2 separate regions of the Gossypium hirsutum genome follow, and region 2 is linked to region 1. The links are chromatin contacts, called in public Hi-C maps. All regions are on one chromosome and are shown on one strand. The core of a region is the stretch at or near the end of the contact, and the rest is flanking DNA. Distances in the headings are between cores, read along the strand shown. Region 1 holds the start of LOC107897003 (S-adenosylmethionine decarboxylase proenzyme 4). Region 2 holds the start of LOC121202992 (putative ammonium transporter 1 member 5).

Region 1 (3,705 bases), core at 467-2,966:
TAAAATTAATACTATCTCATTTACAATTATATAAGAAAATAATTAACATATAAATTAAAAACAATTAGTCATATACCAAAAATCTTTAAAATTATATTAAATAATATTATTTTAATTTTTTCTATTTTTGTGGCGTTTTTCAAAAAACGCCGCTAAAGATCGAGCATTAGCGGCGTTTTTTAAAAAGCGCCGCTAAAGGTGTACTTATAGCGGCGTTTCTTAAAAAAGCACCACTAAAGTCACAAAAATCTGTGCGTTTTACAAAATTCTTTAGCGGCGCTTTTTAGAGAACGCCGCTAATGCTTGATCTTTAGCGGCGTTTTCTAAAAGGCGCCGCTAAAGGTGGACATATAGCGGCGTTTTTAGAAAAGCGCCGCTAATACTCGATCTTTAGTAGCGTTTTTAGAAAGCGCCGCTAAAGCCACCAACGTCGTTGTGTTATTTTTTTGCGACGCTTTCTAAAAAGCGCCGCTAAAGGTGTACATATAGCGGCGTTTTTAGAAATGCGCCGCTAAAACTCAATCTTTAGCGGCGTTTTTGGGAAGCGCCACTAATGCTCGTTCCTTAGTGGCGTTTTTCATTCAAACGCCGCTAAAAACCAGTTTTGCTGTAGTGTCTGTATCAATAAAATTATAATTATTTAATATAATTAAATTAGATTTAACCTCACCTGTAAAATTGAAAGCAAAAATCAACCAAGATAATTTTTGAATTCATCTACTCTTATGTTTATTCATGTATCTCTCCATATATACTTCTTCATGGGAAGCTTTCTTGGAGCTTATCATGCAGTATTATTACTATTATTATTATAGTAATCTTTGGTGTAAAGTCTTAAATTAAAAGCCAAGGAGACTTAAAAATGTCACGAGGAAGGTAGTTTAAGTCAATTAGGAAACTACTTCCAAAAGCTACCCAAAGCACTAATTACCTCTATTTCCATTATTTTAGTCCATTTTAATTTGCTGGGCTTAGGATCATATTCATTAATAATAATAATAAAAGCATTTTCAACTTTCTATTCTTCAACCAAGAAACATAATTCATATGGGTGACAATTATGGATATATACAAATTTAAATGGGTATTTTTGAATTTAATACGAGTATTTTTTTTTATAATATATCAATATTTCTGTAGGTTATAATATATATTGTTTGCTTCCTAATAAATAAAACCTGTAGCAACTTGGGAACATATATGAAATAGCGAATTAAGTGTGACCACTCATTTCTAATTTGCAAAACTGATGATTAAGATTGTTTGGTCTGCTTTGAAACATTTGGTCCATCCTATAATAGTGTTGCCGTTGTTGTTCTTTAAAACTCTCTCATGCCAATCACTTAATAACAGTAGAAATTTTCCTTAAGTTTTGACCTCATCATTTTTTTCTTCAATGGAGTCCATTTTGACAATTTTTCTAATTAAAGAAAAAACCTCACTAAAAAGTTGTCAATGATTTGATAATCCCATGCTAAACCCCGGAAAGACTAGAATTTTCATATAAGCTTACCCAAATCCCACATTCATACGGATAAATTTTCTGGTTACGAAAGAAGCAGACATCAGTGAATGTTGGAAAAAAAAATCAAAGGTAATGCATGTGAACTATCAATCTGAGACAAAATTCTTAAGACTTTCATATAAATGTTGAAGAACAAACAAGGATTATGCCTATGATTATTGTGTTAGGGCCCCTCCCTCAAACATACATAATCAGTTCCCCCAACAGCATCTTCCTTAAATTACTACCCAGCAGAATTATTCAACCCAAACACTTTGAAATGAGAATGGCTTGTTAATAATTTATCCCCCAAAAATACCATTCTTTGTACAATGAAACAGTACTCCAATATGTTGGAATGGAGCCAAATGGAAGTTACTGGAGAGTTGCAGGCGGGACTAGTGAGTGCATGAGCATGACAAAGAAAACCTGAAAAATGCATGCGCGTGGGCATAAATCCCGTTCCTTTGTATCTCTTTCTTTCATGAAACAACGAAAGAAAGATTTGATTCTTTCTCTCACACACACAAGAAAAAAAAAAAAAAGGAAAAAAGAGATAATATTTCACAACATATCATCATCTTATTCACTTCATTATGCCTGCAATCATGATTCTTGGTTGCCTCAATCGCATGCCCCCTTCCCTCCTCTCTCTCTCTCTTTAAGCCACCTATAAATTCCGATATGCCACACCTCTCACCTCTACACCATCTAATTAATTCAATCTTGTTTCAGTCTTTGGGTTTTTTTGTCATTTGGAAATGGCTGTTTCAGGGTTTGAAGGTTTTGAGAAACGCCTAGAGCTCCATTTCTTTGGGGATATTGATGATGATGATGGGAACAACATGTTGGGGCTTAGGCTGCTTGATTTCGAATCACTCGAGCAAGTCTTACTTGCTGTCCAATGCACTGTTGTAGCAGCTGTTGGGAACCCTTTCTTTGATGCTTACGTTTTGTCTGAATCAAGCTTATTTGTTTACCCTACAAAGATCATCATCAAAACCTGTGGGACAACCCAACTTCTCAAATCAATCCCTCCATTGATCCACTTTGCCAACAATCTTGGCCTCACTTTGCAAACCTGTAGTTACACCAGAGGTAACTTCATCTTCCCCAAATCCCAACCTTTCCCTCACACCAGCTTCCAAGAAGAAGTCATTTACATTGAACATAATATCCCCGACAATCTTTGTTATCGAAAAGCCTCCGTTATGCCTTCTAAGTTAACAGCTCATTCATGGTATGTTTTCACCGCTACCCTTTTGCCTCCATTGAAATATCCCTCTCATGCTACTTTCACCGTCGAAGTTTGCATGACGGAACTCGACCGCCTCATTGCACGTAAGTTCTTCTCCCGGGATAGCAAAACAGGGGATTTAGCCGGCAGAGACATGACGGAGCTGACGGGGATTGACACCATTAACGCTGGAGCTTTCATATGTGACTTCGCGTTTGATCCGTGTGGTTACTCCATGAATGGCATTGATGGTGATCGTTACTCCACCATCCATGTTACCCCTGAAGATGGGTTTAGTTACGCTAGCTTCGAGTGCGTTGGATCGGTTTGCGAGGACCCGGATGATATCGTTGAGACCTTAAAGAAAGCTGTTCGAGTTTTCATGCCCGCGACGGTTTCAATTTCGACGAGTAGATGTAGCCGTGAGGTTTGGACGAAGGTGGCGCGTGCGTTGCAACCACTTGGACTCAAGTGCCAGAGTTTCGCAATGGATGAGTTCCCTGCCGCCGGTACCATTTCCTACCAAACGTTCACGGCGGCTCGCCGGAAATAATGCCGGTAAAAGACGACAAGAAAAAAAAAACCTTAGTTTTTCATTGGAGGAAAATCGGAGGGATAAAACATATAAGGTATGATGTGGAGGAATTTAATTGGATGAAAAAGGATGAAAAATGTGGGGTTGACTTAGGTAGAAAGATGAAAGGATTTTAGGAGCGATAACGTGGCGAGATCAGAGAGGTGGGGGAGGAGGATTTGTGTGAAATTGGGATGACCATGATAATGCACCCCACTTTGCATGGTCACGCCTACAGATTTTTTGAGGTTAATTTTAGTGGGGGATGAAATAAATAAATAAAAATGCTCATGGTTTTTATTTTTCTAAGTTTATATGAATTCTTTTTAATCATCAAAATTGGCGAATATTAATTTTAAGAGAGAATTAAATTGCTAATTTCTTTTAATG
Region 2 (3,705 bases), core at 436-2,935, 360 kb before region 1:
TAATAACAATAATTTAATCATAAAAAATTTTAATCATCCAAATATCATACATACTATAATTTAATAAAAGAATCTTAGTTTAAAAGAAACCTTTAAGTAATAATTTTTTTCATAAAATAATTTTACCAAAAATCAATCAATAAAGGAGAAAAACATAACACGTAAGGATTATATGAATTTCTTTGCATAAAAGGGCATAAAAATTTAGAGACTTACATGTACTTGAGTGGTTAAATGCTCTAATGATTACCCATAGTGTGCAGGCTTCAATTGAAATAGAGCAACTCTAGGAGGCAATCAACAACAGTAAATTTGAGGATATTTTTGCGACTTATGGAGAAACACAATTAAAAGATAATTGTGCTGATAACATGTTATAAAATAAAAGACAAAGAAGAAAGAAGAAAGAGGATGGAAGAGAAAAAAAGAGAGCGTATTTTATTTATCAATCGGAATCTTTACAATATTTCTCAAAAGTCTCTATTTATAAGAATAAAAAATATAAATGAGTAAAGATTTACTTCTAATCACTATTAGAATTTAAAGTACATCAAAATTGATTTTATCTTAATAGGCATCCACTTAATAAGATATTCATAACAAAAACTTTAAAATTTACACAATTCTTATTACTAAAGATTCAATGGAATATAATTTTTACTTTGAAAAAAGGTATAATATGAAATAGAAAACAATTTAAAATGGAAAAAGAACCCACTGCCTAAAAACTAATATTTTTTTTAAAAAAATTGATTGCACAAAAATAAAAAAATATTAACTTTGGGAAGAAAACAAAATGATTAAAAATTGTAGAACAAGAAAAAATGTTAGTTTATAATTTTAAAAGTTAATTATTTTAATAAATTTAATTAAGGTTAAATTAAGATGAAGAAAATAGTAAATATAGATGAGTGTATAATAATATTTTGTTATCTTTAAAATTTAATAACGTAAAACTATTTTATTAATGTCTAAAAAATATGTCTTTTATGATAACCTAATATAAGTTATGCACTTAAAATTTATACTTCATTCACCATTATTTTAAATTATTTAAATTTAATATAACTTAACTAATTTTTAACTTTTTACCGACACGTCAAAAAGGCATTTTGATCTTTAACTAACAATAGAGAATATTAAAAATTAACAAACACACATTTTTTACATCATATTTCTACCCCTCTTTTCAAAAACATTTTTTTAATGGCAACAACGAAATCAAATTCAAGATTTGGCTAATTTGGTTTGAGGTTAAAACAAGAGAAGGAAGATGGTACTTACAGTACTTTTAATTTTGCACTCCCAAATGACAAAAACTTAGTGGCTGAACGTGAGCCATAGAAAAACTTTTAACTTTTCGTTCTTATCACAGGAAAGAGTTTTTGTACCGAATTATGAAAGTATTTGCCTCATTATATATGTTCTTCCCCAAAAATGAAAATGACAAAGTTCTTACAAGAGTGAATTTTATACCCATGCCGATGTGCAAGTGCTTGAAAGTTGAGACTGATAAAAACAAAGATCCAACCCAGTCAATTGGGATAATATATTATAATGATAATGGATACCCTACTAACATCCATTGTGCTTAATTGTTCCTCAAGTTCATGATTGAGTATTTGAGTGGATATTGCTGCCCATATTAACCATAAACATGAATTTCTCTATACCATTTTAGGCGATGGGAACTTGTTCAGCGGACCTAGCTGCGCTCCTCTGCCCCAACGCCACCGCCATTGCGGCAGCTGACTACATATGCAACAAGTTCAGTGACGCTTCCTTTGCCGTTGACAACACTTACCTTCTCTTCTCAGCTTACCTTAACTTCTTCATGCAACTTGGCTTCGCCATGCTTTGCGCTGGCTCAGTCCGTGCCAAAAACGCCATCAGCGTCATGCTCACTAACGTCCTCGACGCCGCCATCGCTGGCCTCTTCTATTACCTTTTCGGGTTTGCTTTTGCCTTTGGTTCCCCTTCCAATGGCGGTTTCATTGGTCGCCACAATTTTGGCTTATAATCCATTCCTTCATCTTCCTTTGATTAGAGCAATTTCCTTTATCATTGGGCTTTTGCTGTTTCAGCTGCCGGGATTGCTAGTGGCTCCATGGCTGAAAGAACCCAATTCGTTGCTTATCTTATCCATTCATCTTTTTTAACCGGTTTTGTTTACCCTGTTGTTTCTCATTGGTTTTGGGCGACTGATGGTTGGGCCACTGCTTTTCGAGTAGATAATGGCTTCCTCTTTGGTAGTGGGGTTATTGACTTTGCCGGTTCAGGGGTTGTTCATATGGTTGGTGGTGTAGCCGGTTTATGGGGTGCACTTATTGAAGGACCAAGGATAGGCCGCTTCGACTCTTGGGGCAGGTCAGTTGCCTTGCGTGATCATAATGCAACCCTTGTTGTTCTTGGAACTTTCATACTTTGGTTCGGTTGGTATGGGTTCAACCCCGGTTCATTTAACAAAATCTCCGGTTTGTACACCTCTGGAAACCATTATGGGCAGTGGAGTGCGGTGGGGAGAACAGCGGTGACCACCACTCTAGCCGGATGCACGTCGGCGTTGACTACCCTTTTTGGGAAATGGATCTTGACAAGTCATTGGGATGTGACCGATGTTTGCAGTGGTTTACTTGGTGGTTTTGCTGCTATCACAGCAGGCTGCTCTGTTGTTGAACCCTGGGCTGCCATTATCTGTGGCTTTGTGGCTGCATGGGTGTTGACCAGTTGCAACAATTTGGCCGAGAAAGTGAGGTACGATGATCCATTAGGAGCGGCTCAATTGCATGGTGGATGTGGGGCTTTGGGGCTAATTTTTACAGCTTTGTTTGCTTCGGAAAAGTATGTGAGGGAAGTCTACCCCAGCAGGCCGGTTCGATATGGTTTGTTTATGGGAGGTGGAGGGAGGCTGTTGGCTGCTCATATTATCCAGATTTTGGTCATTGTTGGGTGGGTGAGTGCTACAATGGGGACCCTGTTTTATTTTCTTCATAAATTTGGGCTTCTGAGGGTTTCAGCTGATGATGAAATGGCCGACATGGAGTTGACAAGGCAGGTGGGGCTCGCTTATGTTGACCATGATGAAGATGAATCACAAAAACAGGGGATTCAAATGAAGAAAATTGTTGGAACAAAAATGTGAAGAAAATTGAAAGCCTACAGTATATAATATATTCAATAAAAATATGAACATATATATTGGAAAAAATAAATCGAACTAAAAAAACATTAGGGTGCAGTGTGCAGCAGCACTTCATTCTTAAATAAAATACAAATTATATTTCTCTTGACTCCTTAAGTAAAATATTTCTTGATAAATATTTTTGAATAAATTATATTATTTATTTATTTGATTTTTTTTCCTTTTCTTAATATATTGTTTAATATATTTGATGAGTTTGGTCTTATGAAAGAGCAGAGAGTATAAATTAAGATAAGACTAAGGCCAAATTTTTTACTTTTATTTTTGAAATTATAATAATATTTATGAAATTTTTAATATAGTATTAGTGCATGTTAAAAAGAAATACTTAATTTTATATAGTGTAATTTTTTAAAATTTTTTTTAAAAATACATTAAATTAATTTGTTTAATAAGAAAAAATATTCAAAAAAATTTAACATTTTTTTTATGTTAAAAGAAAGTCGCTCAGATTTAGAAATTTTCTAGGAAAATCTTGTATCTGTAACCGTATATATTCACCA

The links. A called contact is a pair of places that touch in the nucleus more often than the background predicts.
Region 2: a Hi-C map of leaf shows a contact between it and region 1, with 1.9 times the contacts expected there. The contact joins the promoter of LOC121202992 here to the promoter of LOC107897003 in region 1. A contact is called at or near these places in 3 of 34 Hi-C or Micro-C datasets (all in leaf).

What each region holds. Positions count from the first base shown.
Region 1 is chrA10:24,641,020-24,644,724 of Gossypium_hirsutum_v2.1, reverse strand. LOC107897003 (S-adenosylmethionine decarboxylase proenzyme 4) reads left to right here and starts at 1,716. Exons shown (of 1, transcript XM_016822330.2): 1 at 1,716-3,615. The coding sequence starts at 2,266. The coding sequence ends at 3,294.
Region 2 is chrA10:25,003,144-25,006,848 of Gossypium_hirsutum_v2.1, reverse strand. LOC121202992 (putative ammonium transporter 1 member 5) reads left to right here and starts at 1,685. Exons shown (of 1, transcript XM_041078509.1): 1 at 1,685-2,020. The coding sequence starts at 1,685. The coding sequence ends at 2,020. LOC107896997 (ammonium transporter 1 member 1) reads left to right here and starts at 1,403. Exons shown (of 1, transcript XM_016822326.2): 1 at 1,403-3,389. The coding sequence starts at 2,108. The coding sequence ends at 3,142.